Linked DNA regions of Mus musculus: region 1 is linked to region 2. The links are chromatin contacts, called in public HiChIP or PLAC-seq maps. All regions are on one chromosome and are shown on one strand. The core of a region is the stretch at or near the end of the contact, and the rest is flanking DNA. Distances in the headings are between cores, read along the strand shown.

Region 1 (6,060 bases), core at 275-2,774, 94 kb before region 2:
GAGCCGTGCCCAGGGGTCCCATCCAGGCCTCAGCAGGAGAGCCCACCCCTTCCTGAGAGCTTGGAAAGAGAGAGCCACCCACCACTGAGACTGAAGAAATCTTTTGAGATTTTGGTGAGAAAGCCGACATCCTCCAAACCCAAGCCTCCACCCAGAAAATACTTTAAAAATGACAGCGAGCCTCAGAAGAAACTGGAGGAGAAAGAGAAGGTCACAGACCCTTCTGGGCACACCTTGCCCACCTGCAGCCAGGTAGGAGGGTGTGCTCAGTGGGACGTGTGTCCCCTGCAACATGCAAAGCTGCTGCCCTTGAGCATTAGAAATGTCTGCAGGCTTCCTGTACTCTGGCATAGAGAAGCACTCTCTTTAAGCTCACTGTGCAGAGACATATGAAGCTTCGCAGAACCAAACCGGAAGTTCCGGGCCTGCCAACTGTTGGCAGTAACACTCGCGGGTCACATGGCTCACGCGCTGGTGTATCAGCAGCAGGGTTACTTTGTGGTGGGGAGGCTGAGTCCAGGAATCTGAGATGCTCTGCTAACCACAAGTAGTCACCCCAATAGCTAAAGCAGAGGGAGAATGATTGCTTGTGGGAGTACAAGATGTTCGCGAGAAATTAACTTTGCCTTCTGGAGGTGGGGAGACTCGGAAACCATCCTCTCTAAGTCTAGGTGTCCTTAGCTGCTACTTTGGGCTTTTTGAGTGGCTCCCTCTACAGGCTGTTGTGAGACTTAGATCTTCCCTTCCGTATATTGAAGACTCCAGCACCATAACTTCTCTTGGAGCTTCTTCCTCTAGCTTTACACCCAAAGGATGGTAGGTAGACAGGAAGGCAGCTGCTGAAACTTGAGCCCTTTCAACAAAGGACACTGTTTTAGGGTTTCTATTACTGTGAAGAGCCACCAAGACCATGGCAACTCTTATAAAGGACGTTTAATTGGACTTACAATTTCAGAGGTTTAATCTATTACTGTCATTGTGGAAAACATGACATCAGGTAGGCAGACATGGTTCTGGAGGGGCTTTGTTTTACATCTTGATCTACAGGCAGAAGGAGACTGCCACACTGGGCATAGCTTGAGCATATAAGACCTCAAAGCCCGCCTCCACAGTGACATACTTCCTCCAACAAAGCCACAACTACTCTAACAAAGCCACACTCCCTACTAGTGCCAGTGCCTATTGGCCAAGCACTTAAACACACAACTCTATGAGGGCTGTCCCTACTCAAACCACCATAGGCATTATGCTAGATATGTTCACGCACGTTGTTTTAGTTCATCCTTCCCCGGGTCTGAGGGTGAGATTCCCAGTTTCACAGAAGAAGAACTTACTTAAGTTTGTGTTGCTGAGGCGTGCAGTGAAGGCTGCTAGGGGTGAAGTAAGGCCTCTGGAAATCCCCTAGAAGAAAGCAGGAGATTTGTCAAACTGCCCATTGACAAGCTTCAGTGAGGTGGATGGGGAAGGAAATTCTTGAGTTCCTTGGTGAAGACACAGTGAAGGAGGAGCTGTGTTACCAAACAGGAAGTACAGACTTTCAGGCAGCTGAACGTGCCGGGCTGACTAGCAACCAGAGAGGGCGGGGTATCCTGTGAATGTGTTTCCCTGACTCCCCCTTCAGCAAACACTTCATTTGGATCTGAGGCAGAATCTAGAAGGCAAACCAGAAGGAAATGTTGAAAGGGTAGACATTTTGCTTTCCTCCTGCAGACCCAGGAAAGGAGAACAGGTGCCTTGATGAATCTCTTTGGCTTCCTGATTGGGTGGGGCCACATGTCGGGCAAGGAGCATTGCCAAGTAAGACAGCCAGGGGAGGAAGCAGGTGTTCTGTAGGGAAGGCCAGGCAAGGAGCCAAGGTATTTAAGACAGCACACAGACAAATATAAACACATGTATGTGCGAGCATGTGCACTCTCTCTCTCTCTCTCTCTCTCTCTCTCTCTCTCTCTCTCTCTCTCTCTCTCTCTCTCTATCTCTCTCTCTGATTTCTCTGTTCAGCATCCCACATCTTGAGCAATCTGCCCTGCCTTTGGCTTCCTTCCCTGTTCACACCAGCAATATGGTCCACACTAACACAAAGGCCGTTCTGTGGCTGCTCTTTTGTCCTCTCTGCATCATCCCACATGGCCAGTAGACCCTTCTGTAACTTATTCACTCAACCAACAGAGCATTGTTGTGCTGGCAGAGAGATCACAAAGACAGGCTTCTAGTCTGACAGAAAACAGGAAGCAGTTGACCTTCTACACCATTCTTAACAGCCTTGGCCACTCCCAGACCTTTCTCAATGGATCTTATTGCCTGTGATTCCATTTTCAACCCTTCTTCTCTCTCCCTTTTCTCCCTCTTCCCTTCTTTTTTCCTACCTTCTTCTCTTGTTTCTGTCTGTAGTCTTTTCTCTCTAGGGTCCTAAGACCCTTCTCAAGCAGATATGTACGACAGGTTACATTTAATGTAACTGAAGGTAACCCAATTTCCTGTACCCAAATGACCTTCAAGATACTTCCCATGAACCTGGAGAGATGACTCAGGATCACTGGCTGCTCTTCTAAAAGATCCAAGCTCCATTCCCGCACTTACACGGAGGCTAGTAATCACCGGTAACTCCAGTTCCTGTGGATCTGATGCCCAATCCGGCCTCTGTGGGAGCTCTGTGGGCACCCACACTGTCTTAAAATACCACTCACATTTAAGAAAATGATTTTGTATTCTCTGATTAGTCCCCATCTCTCATCCTCTTGCCTTACCTCCTCCCTCTCCCCTCATTCACCAAGTGCTGAGCCAGGGAACATTTGCCTGAATAAATTTTGTGTAGAAATCAAATTAAGTTTGGGATTAATTTAAAAGACCTTTTCCAAAGATAATGCAACGTAAGAGGTGTTGATTAAAAGGTAAAATGTGGGTTCTGAGAAGACAACTAATCAATAAAGGAGCTCCAGAGAACCATAAGGTCCTGGCCCAGTCCAAGAACCCACATCAAAAACAACATCACAAGACCAACATGGAAAGGCAGAGGCAGGCAAATCCCTGGGGCTGGTAGCCAGCCAGCTTTGCCTATTTGGGGCACTCTGAACCAGCGAGTGACCATCTCAAAACACAGGTATGTAGTTTCTGAGGAACAACACCTGAAGTCCCTTTGGCCTCTACACCCATATACTCACAGGAACAAGGACACATACATACAAGTACACATGAGGAAGAAAAAGGAGAGAAAAAGGAAGAGAAGAGAAGAGGAGAGGAGAGGAGAAGAGAAGAGAAGAGAAGAGAAGAGAAGAGAAGAGAAGAGAAGAAAGGGATAGCCACAAAATGGAATATTTCTCTGCTCTAAAGAAAAGTTAAATAAAAAAAATCAGAAAAAAAGTTTTTTCAGGAAAACAGATGACATAGAATGTATACTATTAACCCAAGCCATAGAGTCTCAGAAGTAAAGCACATGTTTATATGAGAGCATGTTGGATTTAGCCAATACTATATATACACATGTAAACAAATGTGTTGATATATCACACAAAGACAGAAAGAGGAAAGCTGAGTATAAGGGACAAGGAAGGATTGGATGCAGGTGGTGAGAACAAGTTGGAAAGGGGATGGAAAGTTGTAGTGATCATGTGATCGTGGATTTTTCTGCTTTGAGTGGCAAATAAGTACATACATTATATCTGACCCTGGAAATGTAAAATTTAATATGAAGCTTCACGGCTTTCATTTCAAAGCCCAATTCGAATTGTATATAAGTTGTATAGCCTTTGAGTCTGGTTAATTCTAGAGTGTGATTTTTTTTTTATTTCTTTGTAAGTTTTTTAAAATAAAAAACAAAACAAAGCAAAGTTCATTTAAAAAAAGAAAAGTGAGACAGACACACAGATATTGCTTTAGTTACTTTTCTATTATTGTAAAGAGACACCACAATCAAGGCAGCTTATAGAGAACAAAGAGCTTATTAGGCTTACAATTACAAAGGGTCAGAGTCCATGACCATAATGGCGAGGAGAATGTCAGTAGGCAGGCCTGGTGCTGGAACAGTAGCTGAGAGCTTACATGTTGAGACAACAATGCAGTAGAGGAGGGTGGATTGGAATGGTGTGGGCTTTTTAAACCTCAAAGCCCACCTCCAGTGATATACTTCCTCTAACAAGGCCACACCTCCTAATCCTTCCTAAACAACTGCACCAACTGGGGAACAAGAATTCAAATATATGAGCCTTGGAGGCCATTCTCAATCAAACCACCACAGACATACACTAAGGTCTTTTCTAAGATGGTTTGATGGCATTGGATATGCTTCTCTGTAAAATCATCCAACAATCTGTAGATATGGATGGCAGTCACCTCACAGAGGTGACTCCCGAATGCGCAGGACTTGAGAGCCACCCCAGCACAGTAAAATATTTCTCTTCCACACATGAATACATCAGAAGCATCACCTGAATGGGGCCCTGGCTTTGCCTTTTCTTCTAGAGGACACTATGCTTGCTGTCATGCATGGTTGCCTAGGGAAGTCTCAGCTTTGCTCTAGAACCAGATGCCAAGCATTTCTCTAGCAAGTCTTCTGTGCTACTGAGGTTCAATTTGCCCTCTGCTGACTCTGGACCTCTTGGTCCTGAAGCTCACTCTGGCTTTGTGGTAACTCTACCTAAATAGTAGGTGGATACTTGGTATCTGATCCAGCTCCTCATAGGGCTGTTTTAAGGAGAATTTCGAGACAGCAGCCCTCCTCATAGAGAAAGAAACTTCAATAAGTGTATGGTGTCACCCTAGGTGCTGCAGAGGGAAGCCCGAAGTTGGGTGCTGACTTGGCACTAAGCTTGAGAATCTCAGAGTGGAGCTCAGTTGGTAGAATGGTTTTTTTCTAGTAGAACAGAAGCCTGGATTTGACTTCCAACACTATATAAAACAATATGGTGGCACATGGCTTGAATCCATGCCCCTGGGATATTCTTAACTACACAGATAGCTTGAAGCTAATTTCGGATACCTAAGACCTTGCCTCAAACAAAATCAAAATTGGGGCTGGCAGGAAGGCTCAGTGGGTAATAGAGCTGTTGCTAAGCTTGATGATCTGAGGTCAGTCCTCATGTGGTGGAGGGAAAGGAGTGATTCCTACACATTGTCCTCTGATACTTAGGTTTGTGCTGTAAATACAATAACTAAACAAATGAAGAATGCTATTTAAAGAACTTAAAACCAGTGAGGTACGCAATGGATGTGCTTTTCTTCTGAGTGGGCTTAGGTCTTAACTTAGGCAACATTAGAAGACAGTTCCCTTGGCCCCTGTGTGTACCTCCTGGGGTCAGATAGTTTCCCCACATGCCATTTTAAGCAAAGTTGTGCTGGCACATTTGTTATCCCCAGCTCTTGTGCCCATCACAGACAGCCGGTAACTTTCCGTGTCTATGATGCATGGTGCACAACAGGTCATTGGAAGCCAAGGGAAACCTGGAACATCTAAGAGGGACTAGCTGTACAGCAACATCCCAGGAGGGAAGAGACCCCTTTCTCATGACTGCTGGGAATTTCCCGCTAAAGGTGTCTCAATACTCACTTTCAAGTCCTAATCAAAGAGTGCCTTGCCTTCTCACAGCTGTAGACTACCGTTTTGACACAGTCTGGCTTCCTGTTTACACCACAGGAAACCAGAGAGCTGCTGCCACTGTTGCTACAGGAAGACACTGCAGGGAGAGCCCCCTGCACCGCTGCCTGCTGCCCAGGACCTGCAGCCAGCACGCAGACTTCATCCTCCACAGAAGGAGAGTCAAGGAGGAGTGCCAGCCCAGGTGAGCCTCCGTAAGGATCTTCCAGAAAGAAAATCTTTCTGGAGAAAGTTCTATGGATCAAGTAGGTGCTAGAGTTTGGTCTGAGGTCAGTGTTTTGCATGGACACAGTGGACACAGCCTGTGACTGGGGTTGGTGGACAGTGAGGTGTCCTGGGTGCAGGGGCAAGAGGATAGTGGAAGTGTTCATTAGAGTGATAGATGTGCTTCCTGGTTGAAGCAGTGATTCTGGGGTGGTGGTGGTGGTGCTGGTGGTGGGAATGCAAGCAATTCCTGAGGGTCTACATGGACA
Region 2 (6,228 bases), core at 887-3,386:
TGGGAATGGATGCTCAAACCAGTACCAGGCAGCCCAGGATACCCCTACCGCCACTATCATCACTGTGAAAAGAGAATTTATCTTTGTGTCGACTGTCTGGAGGGACAATAAAGGTCAACAGGCTGTCTTTATAAAGGACTGTAACCTTGTGTTTGTTTGTGAGCCTCTATTTGACTTTTTTTTTTTTAATTATGTATGTAATGGCTTGGGGATGGCCCTGTTACTGAAGTCTTTGCCATGAGAGCATGAGGATTTGAATTGGCTTTGCAGAACCTATGTTAAAAAGCCAGACATGGTGGTGACATGTTCTTGTAACTCCAGGATTGGAGGAAGTGACAAACAGATTCTGGGGGCTGCCAGTCAATCTAGTCTCCCTGGTGAATGGCACATCAATGAAGCCCTTATCTTAAAGACAAGGTAGACAGTGGATAGAACATCAAAGCTTAATCTCTGACCCCTAAGGCACGCATGTATTCACGCACACACAGGCACCCATGTGGATAAGTGAATACACACCCCACACAAACACAAACTATGTGCTTTTATTATCTGGGAGGTTTTTTAAATTAAAGTAAAAAATATACTTAAAAAGACAGAACTAATAAAAGCAGTGCACTTTCAAGGTAATGAGATCGCTGTTCAAAATATCTTGTGTTTTATTATCGTTTTTTTTTTTTTAATTGTTTCAGAAGTATATTGGCTCCAAGGAGAATTCCCCATAGGGTTATCTGAAGACAATGGCTGTGGTTCTGCCTGATACGTTCTGTCTACTGTAGACATTGTCTAAATCAGAACTCATTTTGGTCCTCAGGCTTTATACTCAGCAAACAGCAAGCTCTTCCTAAGGCTGAACTGACCAATTCTCTTTCTTTTTTGAAGGATCCCTCCTGTTAGAGAGTTCCTGTAATTATTTGTGACATATTCTTTGTGGGTCATTTCCTGGAACTAATAATAGATGCGGAGTGGCTTCTATTCAGTACCGATGAGTATGAGGAACGCCCTCTCTGAACATGTTATTCAAAAATCAGGACTTCTTCCCCGGGCTGGAGGCCAGAGCCTCCTGCGGGGAACGAGTCCACACAACAGCTAGCTCAGCATGTGCTGGGGTTCGTTTCCTGTCCTTTGAACTTGGTGCTGGGTCATCCAAAGAGGGCTCCTCTGTCTTCCTTGGTGTTCTGAGAAACAAGTTGCTTTTCCATCTCACTTTTTGCTCTACTGTCCTGTCCCACTTGCTTTGGCATGATGGAGAGAGAGAGAGAGAGAGAGAGAGAGAGAGAGAGAGAGAGAGAGAGAGAGAGAGAGAGAGAGAGAGAGAGAGCGCAAGAGCAGAGGGAAGGCCAATGCTTTCTGAATGGCAGAGTGAGAATTAGGAGACCCATGTTAGATTGGACCCTTTTTGAAAACCTATCCTGTGACTCCAGGCTTCTTCTCCTCTCCGGAGTGTGTCAATTGTTTTTTTTTTTTTGTTTGTTTTGTTTTTTTCCCAGGCCTGGACTCAGGGATGCTCACAGCTGGACAAGGATTCTTCAGTGTCTCCCCAACAGAGGCAGCAGCGCCTGTTAGAAACCCTTTGACCTACTTTCATAACACAGCAGAAAAAGTAATTCCAGTTTCAAGAAAGTCAGGACTCAAATCCCTTACTTAAAGATTAAAAGAGGTCTCTAAAAAGACCTCAGGGTTCGGACTGGAGAAGTAGTTCAGTGGTTAAGAGCCAGTTGTTGCTTCTGTAGAGGACCTGGGTTGGATTGTCAGCACCCACATGGTGAGTCACAAACATTTACAAACTCAGTTCCAGGGGATCTAACACACTCTTCAGACCTCTGTGGACAACAGGCATAGACGTAGTACACACACACGCACACACACACACACACACACACACACACACACACAAGGGAAAACGGTCACATAAATAAGATGACTAACTTTTTAACAATTTATTTTAAGAAGTAAAATTAAAACTCAGGTCATGTTTCTCAAGGCGAGTGCAGTGTCCGTTTATTTGTATTAGAATCAGTTTTGTTTTGTATTTTTTTTTTTTTTTTTGAAGAAGATGCTTAACTGCAGCCTGCGAGGCAGCTGTTCTCAACTGACTGCCCCGCCCAGGCCTCAGATTGCCTCAGTGTGTGGGTGGTGAATGACATTTCCTCCCGGAAGACCATGTAGATCGGACCTACACTGTGGCTGAGTCTCAGCCCACACACAATATTGTGTACTTAATGCCACTGGCCTTTTAAAACCAAGAGAGTCTCCTAGAAATAGGATATAACATCCCGACCACGGTTTCCCTCCTTCGTCTCCTCCCCTGCCCACCTCTCTTCTCCCCCAGATCCACACCTCCTTTGTTTCCCTTCAGAAGAGTGCAGGGATCTCGACCAGACAGACATATGGAGTTACAGTAAGACTGGGCATCTCCCCTTATGTTAAGGCTGGATGAGGCAACCCAGTGGGAGGAAAAGGGGCTCCAAAGCAGGCAGGAGTCAGAGCAGGCCTCACTCCCACTGTTAGGGGTCCCACAAAAGACCAACGTAGACAATCGTAATATATATGTAGAAAGCTTAGGTCAGACCCACGTAGGATCCCTGGTTATTGGTTTAGTCTCCGAGAGCCCCTGCGAGCCCAAGTTAGTTGATTCTGCGGGGTTTCTTGTGGGGTCATGTCCTTGACACCCTGGCTTCTACAATCCTTCCTTTCCCTTTTTCACAGGATTCTCTGAGCTCTGCTTAATGTTTGGCTGTGGGCCTCTGCATCTGCTCCCATCAGTTTCTAGAAGAAGCCTCTGGTGATGATTATGCTAGGGTCCCATCTATGAATATAACAGGATATGATTAGTGACCATTTCTTTGACTTTTTTTTTTCTTTCCTTTTTGCTAGTCCTCTGGGCTGCCCAGCCTCTGGTCTCTGGCCCTCCAGGCAGTATCAGAGGTGAGATCCCGCTTACAAATAGGATTCTTGAAATATGAAATAAAAAGTCCTCATGGTCTATCAATTCAAAGTATGCTTTGAATAGGGTTAGAAATAACTAGGTAAATAGTCATCCCACACGTGTTTTACAAACTTTAGTTTACAATGGCATTGCAGTCTAGGTAACTGCATCATTACTTTACAAATTTTCCCAGTAAGGGCACAGGTAAGCTCTCACCAGCTGCCACTAAGCTAAGAAAGGTCTGTATTTTTCAGCATCTTTTTTTTTTCCCTTGGTACTCTTCTTTGCTGTGGTTTGCATTTAAAATGACTTCATGTGGGGTTATGCATGTGTTATGTGTTAGTATATATGTCCATATGTGTGCATGTGTGTGTGAAGACTAGATTACACAGGGTACCATCCTGTATCACTCTGCACTTTACTTTTTGAATTTGGAGCTTGCTGATTGAGCTAAACTGACTGGTTAAGGCCCTGTGAATGAGGCTGGCATCACAGGCATACACTGCTGTGCCTGGCTTCTTCTGATGTGCTGGGAATCCAGACTTGGTGGTTTTACACTTGCCTGACAAGTACTTGGGAGACTGAGCCACCCCCCCCCCCTTCTTCAAATTTATTTATTTTATGTGCATGGGTAATTTGATTGCTTATATGTCTGTGCACCACATGTATTCAGTGCTCACAGATGCCAGAAGAAGGTGTTGGATCCATGATTTCAGACAATTGTTAACCACCATGTAGGTGCTAGAAATAGAACCTGGGTTCCCTGAAGAACAGTCAGTGCTCTTAACCACTGATCCAACTCTCCAGCCCAGGATTTGTGTTCTTAATCATTGTGCTGAAAGTAATGTTGTTGACTGACAGTAATAATGGAGGAACGATGCTTGACTGTAAAGAAGTTCATGATACTGGGGACATCCTCGAGAAGAAGAAATTGTCCTTAATTTTGACTGTGGAGGTAGTTTCATGGATGCGAACATTTGACAAAAATTTTTCAAATTATACACTTAAGTGACTAATGTCATGTGTAGATATATTTTAATAGATAATCTTAAAATGATAACATTTTAGGGCATACATAGGCTGAACCTAGTTCCCCCCACTTATGTAGCAGATGCGCAGCTCATTCTACATGTGGGTTTTCGAACAAGTAGATCAGGGGCTATCTCTAAGGCAGTTGCCAGTCTGTGGAATACTTTCCCCTAATTTGGTTGCCTTATCTGGCTGTAATGGGAGAGGATGTGCCTAGCCCTGCAGAGACTTGATGGGCCAGAGTGACAGGATGAGAAGAGGACTCCACCCTCTCTGAGGAGAAGGGGAGGGGAGATGGGAGAAGGAACCATGTAAGGGAGGGGACAGTGATTAGAATGTAAAGTGAATAAAATATAGTTAAAAATATAACATTTTGATTTTCTACAGTAATCTAACACAAGTTTTACAAAATTATTTTAAAACGGTGATGAAAAATTGAATGAGAATACTAATTTTGAAAACTGTAGTAGATATAATAAAATGCCTCACAACACAGAGAAGGAAAATCTGCATGTTTTGAGAGAAGGGGGATTCTGGAGTCCTGATTTCATACACACAGAAGATGGAGTAAAACAAACAGATCAGAATTGAACTTGAGTCCCTTGCTAGTCTCGTGTGTTCTGTTTTAACAGTTTCCAGTGATAAGAAATATTTAAATTGCTTATGAATTTATTAGAATATATTATAGCATCTCTTTAGTGGGGCAAATAATATTTTTTGAATGAGCATAATATTTTTTCAGCATAAAATTGACTGATTTTATTGTAAAAACATGAAGCAGTAGTAACTTAAGTGTGATGGACACAGAAACCAGGATGCTCACTATTGTAAGTTAAGGAACAGAGAAAAGATACCAGAAATCTCCGTGGACAATGCAAGGTCGAAATATATGTGTGAACTCATACTCAGCATTATTATATATAAATATTTATAGCTATGCTACACACAAGAGTTAACATACAAATAGGCATTTGACCATTTTTGGGCTTTACAACCATGACTTCAGATAACTATAAATAAAAAAAAAAATTGGAAAACGTCATGTTTATACTGAACATATACAGACTTTTTTCTCATTTTTATTCCCAAACAATAGGGAATGAGATTTACATAACATTTACATTGTAATGTAGAAATGATTGGCAGAATAAAGGTGTCTGTGCATAGCACACACACAGTATGCTATTCTATGTAAGGACCTGAGGACAATAGTCTTTTGTATTCTCAGGCTCTGCAATCAGCCAGTCCTCCACGGGAATTGATGGACAGTCACTTCTTCCCACCGTCAACTAGAAGGAATTAGAAGTAATGACAGGGAGCTCCAAGTACCATTCAGTACTCAGATTCTGCCTTTAAAAAATATTTTTTTAGCAGAATGGTGTTGTTATACACCTTTAATTCAGCATTTGGGAGGCAGAGGCAGGTGAATCTTTGAGTTTGAGGCCAGCCTGGTCTACAGAGCAAGTTTCAGAACATCCAGGGTTACACAGAGAAATCCTTTCTCAAAAAATTCCAGAAAACCCTACATACATACATACAAACATACATACATACATACATACATACATGTATATATGTGCACACAGATATGACTAAAACATTATATATATAATATAACATATTATGTATTTATTATATTATACTACATTATTATATACTAATGTGTTCTGTATATAATGTCTTAGCTAGGCTTTCTTTGCTGTGAATAGACATCATGACCAAGGCAACTTTGCAAAGGACAACATTTAATTGGTGCTGGCTTATAGTTTCAGAGATTCAACCCATTGTCATCATGGTGGGAATCATGGCAGTATACAGGCAAATAAGGTGCTGGAAAGGAGCTGAGAGTTCTACATCTTGATCTAAAGGCAGGCAGAATGGGACTGTCTTCCAAAGGCAAACAGGAGGAGGCAGAGGTTCTCTTACACACTAGGTAGAGCCTGAGCATAGGAGGAGACCCTAAAGCCCACCCCTTACAATAACACACTTTCTCCAACAAGCCCACACCTACTAATAGTGCTACTTCCCATGGACCAAACATATTTATGCCATCACATATAGCATATAATTATATTATATATGTATACATATATATCCTACTTATATACAATTATATATTTTTATTTGTGTGTGTGTGTGTGTGTGTGTGTGTGTGTGTGTGTCTGTTTGCATGCTGCATGTGGATGGGTATTGAGGAAGGCCAGATTAAAATGTCAAATCCCTTGGAGTTGGCATTATAGGCAGTTGTTAGATCCCTACATAGGTGCTGAAAT

Evidence for each region. HiChIP or PLAC-seq counts read pairs in DNA pulled down with a chosen protein or histone mark.
Region 1: an H3K27ac HiChIP or PLAC-seq map of regulatory T cells shows a contact between it and region 2, with 4 times the contacts expected there. The contact joins two enhancer-like sites. A contact is called at or near these places in 7 of 39 promoter capture datasets (the 3T3-L1 cell line, 3T3-L1-derived adipocytes, the C10 cell line and 3 more), 55 of 484 Hi-C or Micro-C datasets (3T3-L1-derived adipocytes, B cells, the BV-2 cell line and 37 more), 12 of 115 datasets of contacts at active chromatin or transcription factors (CD8 T cells, the NIH/3T3 cell line, Th17 cells and 8 more) and 1 of 9 other capture datasets (liver).

What each region holds. Positions count from the first base shown.
Region 1 is chr7:83,654,990-83,661,049 of GRCm38.p6, reverse strand. Il16 (interleukin 16) reads left to right here. Exons shown (of 19, transcript NM_001360087.1): 12 at 1-252; 13 at 5,627-5,771. Among named protein-coding and RNA genes, the nearest start is that of Stard5, 26 kb to the right of the region's middle. Within about 2 kb of position 1,524, at least 149 of the 459 cell types and tissues checked have an H3K27ac peak or open chromatin away from gene starts, as enhancers often do. A contact at or near this core is called in B cells, the BV-2 cell line, CD8 T cells and 6 more, where this site is marked.
Region 2 is chr7:83,560,974-83,567,201 of GRCm38.p6, reverse strand. No RefSeq gene overlaps it. Among named protein-coding and RNA genes, the nearest start is that of Gm10610, 13 kb to the right of the region's middle. Within about 2 kb of position 2,136, at least 58 of the 459 cell types and tissues checked have an H3K27ac peak or open chromatin away from gene starts, as enhancers often do. A contact at or near this core is called in B cells, the BV-2 cell line, CD8 T cells and 6 more, where this site is marked.